2 separate regions of the Mus musculus genome follow, and region 2 is linked to region 1. A link is a contact called in public HiChIP or PLAC-seq data. All regions are on one chromosome and are shown on one strand. The core of a region is the stretch at or near the end of the contact, and the rest is flanking DNA. Distances in the headings are between cores, read along the strand shown.

Region 1 (4,123 bases), core at 131-2,630:
CACCCGTTCCACCCTAGCAGCCTTCAGTCACCTTTTCCTCTCTTCTGTTTCTGAAGCAGAGGCTCGCTGGGTAGAGACCGGAAACTGCGCTGTGTTTTCTTTGAAGCTTATTAGTTTCACAGTGTCCTGCTGACTTACTCATACAGGCAAAATCGCCTCCTTCCTCTGTCTTCTTCCTTTTGTGCCTCTGACCTTTCCCTGTTTCCTTTGCCTGACTTCATGGCCACATGAGCCCTGTCCTTGTGTTGGGTACTGTGAGAAGGATGGTGGTTTCACAGGGGAGAGTTCAAGTGGGCTTTGAGAATCTGCCTGGCACTCAACCTTCCCAGGATCTTTATAATCTAAATATTTCTATCTCTATCTCTCTACATCCATATATATAGAGAAAGGTCATTTTTTTCATGTGTACGAGTGTTTTGCCTGCCTATGTGTCTTTCTGTACACACATGGATGCTTCATGCCTGCGGAGGACAGAAGAGGGTATGGAATCCCCTGGACTCAAGTTGTAGATGGTTGTGTTTGGAAAACAGACTCAGTCCTCTATGACAGTAACAAGTACTCTTAACTTCTGAGCTCTCCCTCAGGCCCGTTTACAGGCTTTCTTATTCTGGGCTCAGCAAAGGTCCCCTCAAGGGCAGGTTTTGTTTCTGTTTAGTGTCTTCATTGAGGTTGAGTGGGGCCAGCAGTCTGATGGGGGAGAAGATCCAGATCTGACTGTGAAATTTTGTCAAAAAAGACAAAACCACAAGTTGAGCTGTGGAGATAATTGGCTGCTGATTAAGATCCCTGAATCAGAAGTCTCTCCATCCTATGATAGAGAATACAGCTCCCAGGGGGCCGTGGCCTCCGTGAGATAGCAAGGAAATGCAATGGAACGAGCCACCTGGCTCACACAGGAGGGAGACTCAGCTGGCCTGTGGCTCTGTTCCAAAGTCCTGGAAGGACACTAAACTTGGTTAACCTAAAGATGACTTTCTTGGCCCAACTCCATCTGCCCACTCACACTGGGCCTCCTGGGCTTTGAGAAAATTTGTTCTTCTAAATAAGGTGGTTTGCTTTTTATCTTCCTAGCCTGGAAAGTGCCATTTTCCTCAGTGAGGAAGAAAGGTCATTCTTCAGAAGTGAGGGCCACTTCTCAGACGAAGATGCCCGGCGGCTCCTGAGCAGGACATCTGGCACAGATGTGTGCACCACATGCAGCCTGGGTAGGTACAGGGAGTGTGGCACCTCTGGTCTCTCTGTAAGCTGTGGAGACAAGATTGTGCTGCTAAGTCATTTTAACCTAGAGTCTTCCCCCGGGCAGATTCCTGGAAGAGCAGAAACTGGCATAAAGGGTGTGGGCCAAATGTTTTGCAAATGGGTGGAGCCCAATAGTCTGGTCAAGGCCACACATGACTGTCAGACTCTGCCCTCCCTGCCCGAGCTGGGTTGATGTACTATTGCCTTAGTCCCAAGAGAGCTGGACGTGGGCTGGATACTTCTGGCTCTTTCTGAACTCCCTAGGGACCCTCTCTTCCCCTCCCTTTCCAACTATGCAGCCTCCCTCAGGCCATCCTCCAAAGAAGCAGTGAAAGCCACACTAGGGATCAGGGCAAGGCAACCCTGTGTCCTCAGGGTTGGGTACAGACAACAACCTGGCTTAGAATCCAAAGACGGCAGGGACTGGTGACACAAGGAAGTAGTCCTGAGGCTCTGGGTGTTGAAGGAGCCTATGTCCTGTCATCAAGCACCAGATGCAGACACACTGGGCCCTTAGCTTCTGTGGACAGGAAAATGTGGGGCCCCATTATGATCTGACAGCACCTTTACCAGCACTGAGGCTGGTCCTCTGCCTGTGCTGGTCAGACTCACTTCTCCAGCTCAGGCAGAACTGGCTTCATGACTGTTGGTTGGCCTGGGCACTTGACCTCTAGAATTCCAGGACCTAGAACTTCCAAAGGTGGTGCCCTTCCTCTTCTGCACGTTGTTGTCATGCATGTCTTCTTCAGTGCTTTTCCTCATTTGGTAGCTATGGCAACCCAGCAGGCAGTTAGTGCTCACCCAAGTAAGTGGGAATGAGGGTTCAAGTGCCACCCTGGGTGACAAGCAACCTACAAAAGGAGCTCAAGCCGGTTTGTTCTGCTGCTTGGCGTCTGTGCCTGTGCTCGCTGTGAAGCTGACAATGATCACAGGCACCCCCAGTAGGCGTGGGGGCGGGGGAAGGGGCACCCGAGGTAGACATGTGCTCCCTTGCCTGGAGACATCTGAGAACATGGGTTCTCTGGCCCTGATCACCATAGGTGCTAGTGACTACACAGCTTGCATTCACCTGGCCACACGAGGCAGAACACGGGGCACAGGTAGAGGAAGTGACTGTTGCCCTTTTCCCTTTCCTTCTAGACTGGTTAGAAGAAGCTGAGGGCGAACAGCTGGAGCAACGAGGTAGGTGCTCCCCTGCCTGCGGGCTCAGGTCCTCTTCTTATGGCTGAGTCTCGAGGGTGAGCTCAGGTTCACTGGGTGTGAACACCAGACAGAGGTAGCAGCACTGGAGAGCAGGTCGCTGGCCATCAAACGCCACACCTCTGCAGGATGCTGGCGGATGCGGGATGGGTGGCCGGGAGCTCTCCTATTATAACTGCTGGAAGCTTTGGGAACCCAGACTTCTTCTTCAGTGGACCTCCCAAGAAGGCAGAGTCCCCTCCCCTGCTCCAGCCCACACTGCTGTGGGCTCCTTTTCAAGATAGATGTAACTACCCAGATTTCCCACAGTGGACCTGACTATACTACTATAGGAGTATAGTACACTACTACAGGAGTATAGTACACTACTACAGGAGTGTAGTACATTACTACAGGAGTGTAGCAGTTGGATTTAGGGATTGGAGAGCCCTTTTCCCTAACTTAGTCTAAGGGGTCCCTCCCTCTTGGGGTCCATTCCAGAATACCCGTGCAATTGTCCTCTGCAGCTATCTCCTTCACCAGAGGGTCTAAACAGGGGATCTAGAAATGTGAACCCCTGAGGGGCCTGGGATAACCCCAGGAATGTACCTATGTACGCTTAACTGGGATTCAAGGAAGAGGACCAGGAGGAGGCTGGCACTGCTGGGATGGGTCCCAGCCTCCTTCTCTGGGTACAGCGAGCAGAGGCAGATGAGGATGGCGTAGCTTGGGTGGCCCATCCTCTGCCCAGGTCCTGACAGAGGCCCTAGGGCTCCTCCATCTGTCCAGTCAGGAAGGCCCCTGTGGCTGGGGATTTCTAGACCAATCCAATAGGCTTTACAGACTAGGAAAGTCTGGCTGGCCTCAGCCATGCTATGTAGCAGGAGAATCTCAGACACTTGATTTTCCTTCTGCTTCCGAAGTGCTGAGACCAAAAGTGTGTGCTCCCACATCTGGCTCCAGGTTGTCTGGAGCATATATTTTTTAAAGATTTATTTTTATTTTAGGTGTGTGTTTGTCTGCCTGTGTGTATCTACATGACCTGTGTGCCTGCTGTCTATGGAGGCCTGAAAAGGGCATTGGATCCGCAGTGGAACTGGTTGTGGGCTGCCACATGCTGAAAGCTCAAACTATCCCAGGGAACCAGGCCTGTGTCCTCTGGAAGAGCTTATTTTAACGTTCATACTTGAGAGCAAAGCGGCTGTTTAATACCAGTGAAGGATTAACCCCAGAGCCTTTGTTCATTCATTTCCTTCCTAATAACTCCATGTTAGGCCTGTGTTTTTCCCAGTAGGAAATAGGTGTGTGCTTACTCTGCCCTCATGGAGGACTGTGGCTTTGGGTCTACTATACCTGACTGAGGCCCACAAGCAGGCAGTGGTAGATTGTGCTCACTGGCCAATCAGTAAACTGTCCCTGGGATCATTCCCCAAGGAGACTGCTACCACTTTCACATGAGATGGCTGAGGCCAATGACCACAACCTCCCTGCCATCATTGTCTTTAGTTTTGTCTCTCTTTGTGTGTGTGTGTGTGTGTGTGTGTGTGTGTGTGTGTGTGTGTGTGTGTATGTGTGCATGTGTGTGTGTTGCTGAGTACTGAACCCAGGCCACGTGCACATTAGGTACCCTTTCTGTCGCTGAGCTATGCTCCCCATATGGCCTCCCTAGACACCAGCACACAGGTCCCGCAGATAGACATGATGC
Region 2 (4,089 bases), core at 415-2,914, 80 kb before region 1:
ATATGACATAAGTTTCCGTGAGCATCCTGTGGCTCTGGTTCACCCACAGAGAGTATGGTGATGTCTAAGTCTGCCTCTCCCTTTCAGTTGGTCCTTGGAGTGACAATGAGCTTGGGGGAGGCACTGGGCTGAAGGCAGACACAGCAGCATGGTGAACCTGCAGCAGGCAGGAGGGCCACTGAAAGTGACATGAGACAGAGACTCTGGGGACTTGGGTGGTTCCTTCTGGGACAGAAGCGAGCATATTTTCCATGCTGGTCTGGGTCACTGCATGGCCCTGTGAATAGCTGTCCTCCATTGGCCTGTCTGTGTCCCAATCCTGCCATTATACCCATGCCCTTCCAGGAGCATATGATGTCAACCAGGGAGTATCCCAGGGTCTTAGTGACTCTGAAAGAGCCCTGGACATGGCCAAACCCATGATGCCTGGCAGAAGGCAGCCTACTTGGTGCTGCCGGACATGGACAGCAGGTTGCCATTGTATGGGTGCTCGGGCACAGGGTTGGAAGAGTGCAGCGTCTCCAGTGATGGAGCAGATCGTCCAGGGTGTGGGCAGTGGAGGAAGCCCTGAGCGTGTGGAATCATGAATGGGTGTTTGCTGTTAACACAGGCATAGTCATGTCAGGTACCAAAACCCCAGCCCCAGGGGAAAGTGGCAAAAGCCTTTCCTCCAAGTGAGAGCATTGATAGGACAGGCAGAAAATGTCCGCCATAGCTGTCTCTCCCTTGGGTGCTTACAGCCTGAAGACTGCTGCCCTACAGAGACTGCCCTTATCAACATTCGCTAAACCCCATCTCCTTAATTCAGCTGTATACCATACACCTGCCTCCTTGTTCATCTGTGTGATAACCCTGCTTCCCTATTTATCTGTGTATAGTAACCCTGCCTCCCTATTTATCTATATATAATAACCCTGCCTCCTTATTTATCTGTATGTAATAACCCTGTCTCCTTGTTCATCTGTGTAATAACCCTGCCTCCCTATTTATCTGTATATAATAACCCTGACTCCTTATTTATCTGCATATAATAACCCTGCCTCCTTGTTCATCTGTGTAATAACCCTGCCTGCTCATTTATCTGTATATAATAACCCTGCCTCCTTATTTATCTGTATGTAATAACCCTACCTCCTTGTTCATCTGTATGGAATAGCTCCACCTCTCTCTTCAACTCTAAATAGTAAACACTAGGAGCTCTTAAGATGCTGAGGGTTCTCTACGAGGAACCCCAGCCCGCCCAAGCCCAGTATTTCTGTCATTATATATATGTGTCTTCTCTTCATTCCTTCGCTGTCCCCAGTCAAGTCGAGTCGAGTCACTGGGAACTGTGCAAGGATTCCGCACCAGGGACATCTGTGGCCGAATGTGTCCCTAAGACATGGATGAGCATAACAAGACCTAGGTGCTGCTTCATTGCAAAGGGCTTTTCACTCCCAAAAAGGTTTGGGTTGCTGGAATTTATACCCTGTGGCTTCCTTGCCACCCCCCCCCCCCCAAAGAAAATCCAATTCAGAGCAATCAGGAGAGTTCCAATAACTGTCTGCCAGCCAAGCAGAGCTAAGCTCCATGACAATGCCCAGAGCCCACACGGCACCCCTACAGTCCCCCATTCACGGCAGCAGCATCCACTATCTACAGCAGCCACACCCAGGCCAGCCCCTGCAGCAGGTCCTCCCACAGAACCTTTGAGTACCATGGGGTCACTCACAAGCTGACTCCAGCTACCCACTGACTCCACCCACTCATTCTTACCCGGCAGCCCCTACCCACTGACTCCACCCACTCATTCTTACCCGGCAGCCCCTACCCACTGACTCCACCCACTCATTCTTACCCGGCAGCCCCTACCCACTGACTCCACCCACTCATTCTTACCCGGCAGCCCCTACTCACTAACTCCACCCACTCAGTCATTCTTACCCAGCAGCCCCAGCAGTATGTCCCACCTGCACACCCAGATTTTAGACTCTAACCTCCAGGACTATGGGACAGCACAGCAATGTTTCCTAAGTCACCCTGTCTGTAGCACCTGCGGCAGAGCCACGGGAATCTCGCACACCACCTGTGGGATGCCCAGCCCTGGAGCAGCAGAGCCAAAAGCACCCTTATGACCCACTCACTGTCACGCATTGTGGAATATCCATGTGAGAGTGGTGGCTACACGGGGCTGGCCCATAGTGGGGGCTGATGAGGAGGAAACAATGGGGACGGTCTCTTCCAGCGGCAAGATCTGGGAAGAAAACCGCTGAGAAGTAGCCCCAGATGCTTCCTCTGGTCGTGGCTTCCAGTGAACACCGGCTGGGGCTGCCTGAAAGCCCATGACTCCTGAACCCTCGAGCAGCTGATCAGCACTGTTAGCCACCCCTATCTCTATAGGCTGGCATTTCATTGCCAGAAGACTCAGCTTTTTAAGGCCCAGGGCACCTGCTCTTACAGTAGCATCCAGAAGGTCAGGGCTATGTGGGCATCTGCCACACACACACACCCCCCAGCCCCCCAGATCATCCATATCCAAGCCATGCAGGCCTATGGTGGCTTCTTCCTGGTGTGTGTCCCCATGTCACACCACCTTGTGCTTCAGCAGCAGCAGCAGATGCCCACAGATGCTCCTCAAATCTAATAGGAAACAGGAAGTCCATGTGGGGCAATCAACCGTATCCTGCCAGCCAGGACCAATACTGGCTCATTCCACCACAAACTAGCCCCGAGCTGCAGAGGGTACAGTCAGACATCTGATTAAACCAGTTCTCAGTCTCCTCAGATGGGCCTCTGTAGATGGGTGACTAGGAGACACACCCAGCCTGGAGAGAGCACTAGACCGGATGTGAGCCTTCATGTAGTCCAAATAACCCTGGAAGCCTTGGCTTTGAGGCCAACACAAAGCAATAGGGTCACAAGAGGCCCAACTCAGATACACCCAAATCGGTAGCACTAGAATAATCAGCTGTGGGCTGGAAAAGAAGCTCAGTTGGTTGAATGCTTACCTAGTATGCATGAAGCCCTGGGTTTGACCCCCAGCACTGCATAAATTGGAAATGGATCAGGAGCTCTAGGTCATTTCCCAAGACCTGGCAAGTTCAAGGCCAGCCTCAGCTCCATGAGAGCTAATGCATAAACAAAGAAATACACTGGATTTGAGCAAACGGCCCATCACCAATGCAGGCTGCTTCGGGTCATCGGATGGCACTAGAGTTCCAGACGCACCTGCTGGGTGTGAGCACACAATTGGCGCGCCGCTTGCCTTGCCACCAACGAGTGTTAAGAGGCATTGTTAACTGTCAGCCATCTAAGGGATACAAGGCTCAGAAGGGCTCTGTAACCTAGCAAGGATATACAGCATGAGACAGGCAGGGCAGGGGTGGCCTTGGTGTCTCCCTGAAGGAGCGAGTTCCGTCCCTCGGGCTCCCTCCCCTTGACCTCTTGTCTCTTCTCATGTCCTCCTCAGCGGGTCCAAGGAAGACTAGAGTTGGGAAGGCATTTCCTGATCAACTAATTAAAGCCAAGATCGGAACTGCTGGCTGGGAACCTGGAAAGCTGACCCCTTCCTGGGCTGAGGTTCTGCCCAAGAAGCAGGCTTCCGGGCAACCTGCTTGTGCCAGCAGGATCCAGTCACAGAGCCCAAGGATGATAAAGGTCAGATAGGGTTCACCAACACCCCATCATGGCTGGCCAGCCTGCTGTGACCGGTCCTGGCCATGCCATGCCAGTTTCCGGAGACACAGCGATAAAAATACCTTGTAATTACATGAGAAGCTCATTATTGTTAGAGACCCAAAGAGTAGCAAGAACTGGGGGAAATGATGTCCCCAGTGCCTTGTGCTGTTGGTGACCATTCTCGTTCCAGGTGTCACAGTGAGATGGCATACACAGTATGTCCTCTCCCAGTGTAGAGGCCAAACCTGCCCTGGGAGGCCCTGACTTTCACAGCCAATGTTCTGCGTGCCTGCAGATCTCTGAGAAAGGACTTTATTCAGCTCTAACTACTTCGGGACATGGTCTCTTCCCATGGGTCCTGAGCTCCACTATCACCTCCAACCCCTTATCTTGAACATCCTAATGGAGGTGAGGTGCTACCTCATCTAGATT

Evidence for each region. HiChIP or PLAC-seq counts read pairs in DNA pulled down with a chosen protein or histone mark.
Region 2: a contact with region 1 is called in an H3K27ac HiChIP or PLAC-seq map of embryonic stem cells, with 14 read pairs. The contact joins two enhancer-like sites. A contact is called at or near these places in 2 of 15 datasets of contacts at CTCF or cohesin (embryonic stem cells and pro-B cells), 4 of 484 Hi-C or Micro-C datasets (the HL-1 cell line and embryonic stem cells), 4 of 115 datasets of contacts at active chromatin or transcription factors (embryonic stem cells and pancreatic cancer cells) and 1 of 9 other capture datasets (embryonic stem cells).

The regions. Positions count from the first base shown.
Region 1 is chr5:35,707,943-35,712,065 of GRCm38.p6, reverse strand. It overlaps Sh3tc1 (SH3 domain and tetratricopeptide repeats 1), which reads left to right. Exons shown (of 18, transcript NM_194344.2): 10 at 1,072-1,205; 11 at 2,380-2,421. Among named protein-coding and RNA genes, the nearest start is that of Gm31888, 10 kb to the left of the region's middle. Within about 2 kb of position 1,380, at least 33 of the 459 cell types and tissues checked have an H3K27ac peak or open chromatin away from gene starts, as enhancers often do. A contact at or near this core is called in embryonic stem cells, where this site is marked.
Region 2 is chr5:35,788,461-35,792,549 of GRCm38.p6, reverse strand. The region is part of intron 1 of Ablim2 (actin-binding LIM protein 2); the gene reads right to left. Among named protein-coding and RNA genes, the nearest start is that of Ablim2, 33 kb to the right of the region's middle. Within about 2 kb of position 1,664, at least 33 of the 459 cell types and tissues checked have an H3K27ac peak or open chromatin away from gene starts, as enhancers often do. A contact at or near this core is called in embryonic stem cells, where this site is marked.